2 separate regions of the Zea mays genome follow, and region 2 is linked to region 1. Evidence: chromatin contacts called from public Hi-C data. All regions are on one chromosome and are shown on one strand. Each heading gives the region's core, a stretch centred on a gene start, on an enhancer-like site or on the middle of the called end of the contact. The rest is flanking DNA. Distances are from core to core; before and after follow the strand shown. Region 1 holds the start of LOC100502297 (root-specific kinase 1). Region 2 holds the start of LOC100217125.

Region 1 (4,182 bases), core at 842-3,341:
GATAGAGTGCTAGACTAAAATTTTGTAGTGTGCCCAGTGAATTCCTTCTCGCTTAATAATTAACGAAGAGGCCAACACTCAACAGGGTGTAGTTCCAGAGAGTCTTTGGAGAAAAAAACATACAACGACAAGGCCGGACGGTTCGGGTCTTCGCTACCAGTCTACCACTCGCTCGGATTTTTTTGAGCACGTGAAGTGGCCTCTGTATTAGAACAGGTAGAGCCTGCTTCTCTTCTAGATCAATTATTATTATGCAGCTAATCCAGGGAACCGAACAACAACGCACGAGGAGATTGAATAAACGGTGACACAGGAAGACACAACCGAACCAACCGACGACGAAAGCACCCGCTACCGTGTGACGAAAAAGGCAATGGAAGTGTCTGCGCTGCGCCTGCGTGGCTGCGTGCACCAGCAATAATAGCGACAAAGATCGAGTTCTAAAACAAATCAAACGGGTCGTTAGTTGCGCCTGCAAGTACGAGCTGTTAAGTTGTTGGCGCCTAGCACGTACGACCCCGTCCACCGTAGATTCCATACACTGCCCTGCCCTACCCTACCGTATACCAGGCATATAAAACCGAGAAAAACAAATAGTACACACACCATAACATGCCCTACCACTCCGATAAAGAACGGGTCCGGTTCCGTCCACAGGCCAGTTGTTGGCGCGTCCTCTTCGGCTACGACGACGACCGAGCCAGGCTGCGCCAATCGGTACCGTTATAAATACAAACCTCTCACTTAAAACCAAATAGTTTTTTATTTGTCGCAATTTAGTTCAAAAATAAACTAACGGACGACAAATACTCAAGAACAGAGGTTGTACAATCTCCATACGTAAGAGCTGTACATGCTTATGTAGCGAGTCATGCATGGAAGGTCATAGAAGGTAACGGACGGGCTTTTTCTTAAACCTTCGTTATCCTAGCTGATGATCACTCACACTGAAAGCGACTTCCACCAATCACCACCGAACAATCTGGCTAGGTCATTCCAATTACCAACAATAATAAGCACAAACCCTCACCTGACTTTTATGGAGCTCAATGGATGCACACTAGCTAAATTACTCTCTTATGTACCAATAAGATCGCTAGCCAAGCGGATTTTAAGCTCTCAACTCTCTCGCTAGCCAGTGATTGTATCTCACACTCGATATGGGTCGCTTCATCGATTAAATTGGGCCAGAGCACTAGTATAGCCCATTTGGCGGCGTATTTATTAGAACCCTTCACTGGATTGTGTAAAGCTTCAAATGTTACTATATGGCTTAAAACGGTCGAAAAGGGTGTGGTACAACCGACTTAATGAATACCTTCTCTAGAATGGATGCACTAACGATGATTATTGTCCATGTATTTTTCATGAAAAGTTCCAAATGAGATTTTGCATTATATCTACTTAAGTTGATGGTATGCAATCAACTAAAAAAAAAGAGTTCAAGTTTAAGGATATGGCCTAAATTTACCAAATTTTTTTTTTGCTTAGGCTTACATATTTAGCACCTTTTGACTAGACTTTTAATACATCAACCTGACAATATCTGGAAAGTAATAGAAAATTTTAATATGGACAAATCATATCTCTCTATTGTCATCCAGTCCTTAGAAATAGGGACCAATCATATTAGACAACGAGATTTTGGACAAAAAAAATATAGGGCATGGATTTCCATGCATCAATGTTATATTGGAGCACTTATCTATCTCATTTTTGTACTACTTCACAGTTTGTTTTACTTTATTCGTAAAAACTCGCAACCAAATACATCATGGATTCGCACATCAGCGATCACCAACGCCATATGATACGTTTCACGGAGCTTTCACCGGCTAACTAACCCACCCCAGCCGGGCCGCGGGCCGGCATCACCAATGATTCAAGCACTCGCTCCTAATTAAATGACCTCCCGAATTAGCGATTAACCTCCCGGTCCCGGCTACTACACACAAAGTCAAAAAGGCGACGCTTCCCCAACCTTCACCCACCTCGAAGTCGAAGCCACGCCTTTCCACGCCCGCACAAAGCCGCTGCCTGCTCGCCCTTTATATACCCTGCCACCACGCCGTGCCTCCGTGTCCTCCGCCTCGCCACTTCGCCAGCGCCAGCGACCGACACCTTCTCTAGGCCCATTCCAAGGCTCTCCTCACCGCTGCTAGCTCCCAGGCTGCTCAGAGCGCCGGCCGACGAGCGTAGCGCTCCGTGGTCCGTGCGGCGCTCGAGGACGTACGGTACGAGATCGACGACGCGGGTGGTTCCGACTCGGTCGTCATGGGGCTGAGGGAGAGCTTGTTCGGGTGCTTCGGGGCCGGCGGCCAGGAGCAGGGGCAGGAGCCCGCGGCGGCGGGGCCGGCGAGCAGGCGCCCCGGCGGCGTTGGGAAGCGGACGCTGCGGCGGCTGAGCACGGCCAACCTGCGGTCCCTGTCGCTGCAGGACCTGTCGCGGAAGCTGGAGACGACGAAGCTGCACGCCTTCACGCTGGACGAGCTCAAGGCCGCCACGAAGAACTTCTCCACCACCAACTTCCTCGGCGAGGGCGGCTTCGGCCCCGTCTACAAGGGCTTCGTGGACGGCCGCCTCCGCCCGGGCCTCCAGCCGCAGCACGTCGCCGTGAAGTACCTCGACAGCGACGGCGTCCAGGGGCACCGCGAGTGGCTGGTGCGTCACGTCCCCCCACTTTTCCCTCCTCTAATGAATTGAATCTGACGAACCCTGATCTGATCTGGTTGCGCTGCCTTGTTTCGCCAGGCGGAGGTGGTGTACCTCGGGATGCTGAGCCATCCGCACCTGGTCAAGCTGGTGGGCTTCTGCAACCAGGACGACCACCGGATGCTGGTGTACGAGTACATGCCGGGGCAAAGCCTCGAGAGCCATCTCTTCAAGAGTAAGCTACCATACATTCGCCTGCTACCACACCACACCACACAGCCTTTTTTTTGTAATTTGGACTGGACGCCACAGACTATTAACAGCAGCTCCTGCTACATGTGTCTGCCTGCAGATCTCCTCGCGTCGCTGCCGTGGTCGACGCGGCTCAAGATCGCCGTCGGCGCGGCCAAGGGGCTGGCGTTCCTGCACGAGGCCGAGACGCCCGTCATCTACCGCGACTTCAAGGCCTCCAATATTCTCCTCGACTCGGTAATAAAGAAGCCCGCCTCACCAAGTCCAATCTCTTCTCTTCTTCCCCCCCACCCACCCCCCAGCATCAACCACATTGGATGCTTTATTAGTCCTTGTCACACTCTATATTTTTTATTTTCGCTATAACTAAATTGTTTCTTACCAACACGCCCAACAACCGTGCTAATTGCATGCTCGCACGTTGTCAAACTACCGTTCCGTGCCGAAGCCTCGCTTCTTTATAGAATTCCCGTTCTGGAATAGTAGACGTACACTCCTGCTCAAAATCCGATTTGTTTTGCACCTACCGACAAATTAGTAGTAGCAAGCAAACAAAAACCTCTGTTTTTTTTCTTCTTTTATCCTAGACGCCGGCCCAACCTAGCTTGAAAATTATAGTGCTGTGATTAGTTCGGATTTTTGGAACGTGATGCTTTTGTAGCAACAAGTTGGCGAAACGCAACCAACAAACAACTGTTGCTGACCTCGAGTTTGTCATATGGATGTGGTGGTGAATTCATTTCCAGGACTACACGGCGAAGCTGTCGGATTTCGGGCTGGCGAAGGAGGGGCCGCAGGGGGACGCGACGCACGTGACGACGCGGGTGATGGGCACGCACGGGTACGCGGCGCCCGAGTACATCCTGACGGGCCACCTGACGGCGAAGAGCGACGTGTACAGCTTCGGCGTGGTGCTGCTGGAGCTGCTCACGGGCCGCCGCTCCGTCGACAAGAGCCGGCGCGGGCGCGAGCAGAACCTCGTGGACTGGGCGCGCCCCTACCTCCGCCGCGCCGACCGCCTGCACCGCTTCATGGACCCGGGGCTGGAGATGCAGTACTCGGCGCGCGCCGCGGAGAAGGCCGCCGGGGTGGCGCACCAGTGCCTGCAGAGCGTGCCCAAGGCGCGCCCCACCATGCGACACGTCGTCGACGCGCTCGAGCCGCTGCTGGCGCTCGACGACGACGTGCCCATGGGCCCGTTCGTGTTCACGGTCGGTGGAGCCGCCGCCGAGGCCGAGGCCGCGCCGGCGCAGGCCGGTGTCGCCGGCGACGACAATG
Region 2 (4,193 bases), core at 785-3,284, 950 kb after region 1:
GAGTTTCTCGCTCAGTAGCTTGCTGACACGAGAGGTCAGAAATAGCCATGGGAGAATTCCAACCTGCACCATCACAATGAAACATTACGCTGCAAAATAACTTCACCAGTGACTCTCACAATGAATGTGTCGCTACTAGGTGGAGCTTTGTTGGTAATCAAATTTGTTCACAGGTGGAATGTAATGCTTAAAGGCCTATTTGGGACTGTTCTATCTTTTGCGACTCCGCTTCCAACTTTAGTCAAACAGAAACAACTTCATAAACTCCGCTCTTGAAGAAAACTGAAGTTAAAGGCCAACTCCAAAAAAACTAGTTTTTGTTTTAAGCTATACCATGATGGAGTTGGTGAAGCAGTTTTAAACAGACCCTAAAAATAAAGGAGTACTGTATCATAATTGTTTTCTTTCTTAATGCCCATCGACATCCAATTCTCCAGCATGTTTGAGAAAAAAACCCATCATTTGGAACTTTTTAGTTATTATAAGACATCACCAATGTGTAGTGACTCTCAGTTTCAATCAGAATAGGCGTTACTCTCAACAGAGGATAAAGGCAAGATCATTTAAACACATGGAGGCCCTTAAGCTAAAAGTTCAGTAGTACTTACCACAACACGGCCTGTAGAAGCATCTACACCTCTCCAGGAAAACATCCTCCCTGAGAAATTATTACTTACGATGACTTATGATTATATAATATAACAAATTAGACTCAATAAACAGATAGGGAATATATTTAGCATCAGGACAAATATACAATAGTACTCTCTTAGTCCAAAAATAATAAGCATATTCTCATCAGGGAAAAGTCATATAAATCAGACTTTGGCCCTTAATTTCACTTATACGGTGTTTCCTTTTGCTAAAGAACCAATATCATCTGAGCTAATTTTCAATACTATAAGCCATAGAAAGGGAACGACATGGGTTCTGTAGTAGGCATATAGTTATCTTGTTAACGTTACAAAAGAAATCCTTTGATAAGCAAACTAATACAAAGAAATGTGCGAACACCAGGAAACTAACAAGGCTGCAGAACAAGTTGCTAGCTAGGTGAAGGGCATAAACTTACCGAAGGGCTGGAGAAGGTGCTTAGGGACAGTAGTTACTGGAGTACTCCAAAACCACAGAACGAGCACACCATAGACTACAACCTGGCATGCGGATTTAGTTTGATGAGACTCCTCAAACTGTACGTAGAGCGAACGGTTGAGAGCATAAACTACACGAATCACGAAGCACCTTTGCGGCCAGCAGAACTTTTCGGTATTTTTCATATAAAGACTGTTTCCCTCTAATGTCCACATCTTGCACTATAAAATGGACAAAAGAAAGAGTCCAGCAACCCGAATCGGCCCAAACAAGAACAGCAAGAACCCACGCAATGTCTGAGGAATTCAACGCTTACTTTTTGCCAGCTCCTTCTCTTTAGCACCAGCCAACCGCTTCAGTTTTGCGGCTTGCGCAAACGTCGAGGGCCTGCAGCACAAAAAAAAGGGGTGTTCAATAACAGCTATATATCAGGATCGCCGAATCGTAAGAGAATAGTATCCAGATTGCCTACGTTGACAAAGCACTGGCCTCCTTGAGAAGTTGCGTGATCTCTACACGCAGTCTGAGCTGATCATCAGAAATGGATCCCCTCTGGAACATCAATCAACAGGTCAGGACAACGTTAATGTAACAGGGGTGGCTGAAAAATAGTCGGGATTGCAGAAGGTGGCAGATCCAATAATCATGGTTTTTTTTTCCCGTGAAGATTCATTCTTAACCACATCAATCCATCCAAAATCAAAACATTTCTCCCCAAATGAATTATCTGGAACAAGAGAGAGAGAGAGAAACGAAAGCGCAGGGTTTTCTTGGCAGTTGGCACCGACCCTCCTCTTGAGGTCGAGGATGCACTCCAGCATATGCACCGCAGAGACGAGGAGGAAGACGAAGATGGCAGAAGGGGACATTGTTGCCGGCGACGACCTAGGGCGGCGTGGTGGTGATAGATTGGTCCGGTCGGGGGCCGGGGGGTAACTTTCTGGCCTCCCTGCGCTTGCCTACACCCTACTGAGTCTTTTGCTATTATAACACTCAATTAAACATGCTTCTCTCTTCTAGTATCTACAAACGTAACTTCTCTAAAATGTTACTTATAAGTTAATCTATTCTCTAAAATAGAATTAAGTGCCTTTTTTACTCTTTTTTCTTTCTCTTAATTTCCCAGCTGTGAATGATACGCCTCAATTTATTTGGTGAAATCACCATGCACGTAGGAGCAAGCCGAACTTTGAGACAAACATTTCGTTTCTGTACAAGTTCACCATCAAGCTGACATGAAAATTTGCCCACGAACCTGAAACCATATGGCTCACTGTTCAAATATGAAGTTTACACAACTCACCGTTTAAATCTGAAAGAGATAGGAACCAATTTGCTTCCTAATACCTTTTGTTGATTTGAACTTGCTTTTTGTCCGAACTAGTTGATTCAACTTACTTTAGTACTACAACCTCAACTTCTTGAGAATAAAGTTCATACTTGACATCTTGACAGTAATATTTTCGAACGCAAAATAAGCTAAGATGTTCAGTCGCATAAAGCAATGTGGGAGAATTACTATCTAGAAACAAAATTTTTAGGAACATTTCGATCTTTCACTGCTGGAAAAATAAGAAAAGAGAGTAAAAAGGTACTTAATACTATTTTAGAGAAAAGATTAACTTATAAGTATTATTTTAGGGAAGTTAAATTTGTAGATACTAGAAGAGAGAAGCCTGTTTAAATTAGATGCATGATCTGATGAGCATGAGCTACTAGGGGAACATTCGGATCCTCAAAATTGTTTAGTGCTTGGAAGACAGCCAAATGAACTTTTTGTTTGGCTATGGCACAGCTGTAAATGCTTTTAGCATTTAGTGCTGCACTCGCTGACTCAGGTTCCCCACTGCGGATAAGGGGGACTTGTTCGGTTTGTTAGGGATCAGAGAGGATTAAGGGTCTATTTGGTTTGTGGCTAAATAATGTGCCACACTTTGTCTAACGTTAGTCGTTTGAATTGAATAACTAACCTTAGGCAGAAAAATTAGGCAAAGTGTGGCAACTGAGTTAGTGAACCAAACATGCCTTAAATCTTTTGCTAATTAAAATTAAATATAAAAGAATTTAATCTTATTTAATTTATGTATAACCAAATATGGTGTGATCGAGAAATGTAAGAGCCTTTTTGACCGGATTTTTTTGGCACTAGCTTCTACTCTAAAAGTTAGTTTGAAATCCCATTTAGATTTTATTTTTTTAGAAAAAATAGTTTGTTTTTTTCTTTAGAAAAATAGAAATTTTTTAAAATATAAAGTTTCCAAACTAGCCCTAACATTATGATTTGTTCCGAGTGGAAAAAACCACCAGAGCAGAAGCCGGTACCCCAAAAAAAACCCTTAATACGTCCGCCCCTGTTAAAAAAATCAACTAGAGACTTATATTCTTCATGTAACCTTTTCTGGTTATACGAATGTTTAAAGTTTGGCAGCAAACAAATCCCAACGGATGTAACAGAACAGGAGTCCAGAATCCAATGAAATTATCCAGCAAAGAGGCGTGACTATCACCCCTTAAATACCATCTGTAGAAGTAACCGAGTGCTCTCACTATCAGATGCTGACGTTTATACCTGCCACACAACAAATTCTAGCCGATTGTCCGGAACAGTATCAGCATATGTTGTGATGATCACCAGCATGGTGTGATGACCACCACAAAGCGATCGTTTCATACCACATGACAACTATTGGCTGCAAACTACATTAACGAGCCGGAAACGAAATGCTCAAGACAGGACAGCCATCACATCCGACGCTCTCAACACAATGTAGGCCGTGCCATCCGCGCCCTTGAACTCACTCCCTGCATACTTGGAGTACAGCACTGTGCTGCCCGCCGACACTGACAGTGGCTGTCTCTTGCCTTCCTCGTCCAGAGGACCCGGGCCAACAGCTACAACCTGCACCCGACGAAACAGAGCTTTTTAACTTCTGCTAGTGCTATCTCCTACACATGTAAGCTGCAACTAGCGCAAGCAAAGAAGAGAAATACATAATTCTTATAGACAAGCTGCTGGCAAGAACTCTCACCGTTCCTATGGACGGCTTCTCTTTAGTTGTTTCAGTGAGGATAAGGCCCCCAGGAGTTTTGTCTTCGGCTTC

Evidence for each region. Hi-C and Micro-C count contacts between places; a contact is called where the count stands out from the background.
Region 2: a contact with region 1 is called in a Hi-C map of ear, with 1.9 times the contacts expected there. The contact joins the promoter of LOC100217125 here to the promoter of LOC100502297 in region 1. A contact is called at or near these places in 2 of 25 Hi-C or Micro-C datasets (bundle sheath and ear).

The regions. Positions count from the first base shown.
Region 1 is chr9:11,457,637-11,461,818 of Zm-B73-REFERENCE-NAM-5.0, forward strand. LOC100502297 (root-specific kinase 1) reads left to right here and starts at 2,092. Exons shown (of 4, transcript NM_001349038.1): 1 at 2,092-2,661; 2 at 2,752-2,887; 3 at 3,005-3,141; 4 at 3,651-4,182. The coding sequence starts at 2,275.
Region 2 is chr9:12,405,674-12,409,866 of Zm-B73-REFERENCE-NAM-5.0, forward strand. It overlaps LOC100217125, which reads right to left and starts at 2,035. Exons shown (of 4, transcript NM_001143493.1): 1 at 1,881-2,035; 2 at 1,565-1,644; 3 at 1,073-1,479; 4 at 1-658. The coding sequence starts at 1,307. The coding sequence ends at 582. It overlaps LOC100191248, which reads right to left. Exons shown (of 6, transcript NM_001136682.2): 5 at 4,122-4,193; 6 at 3,449-3,991. The coding sequence ends at 3,818.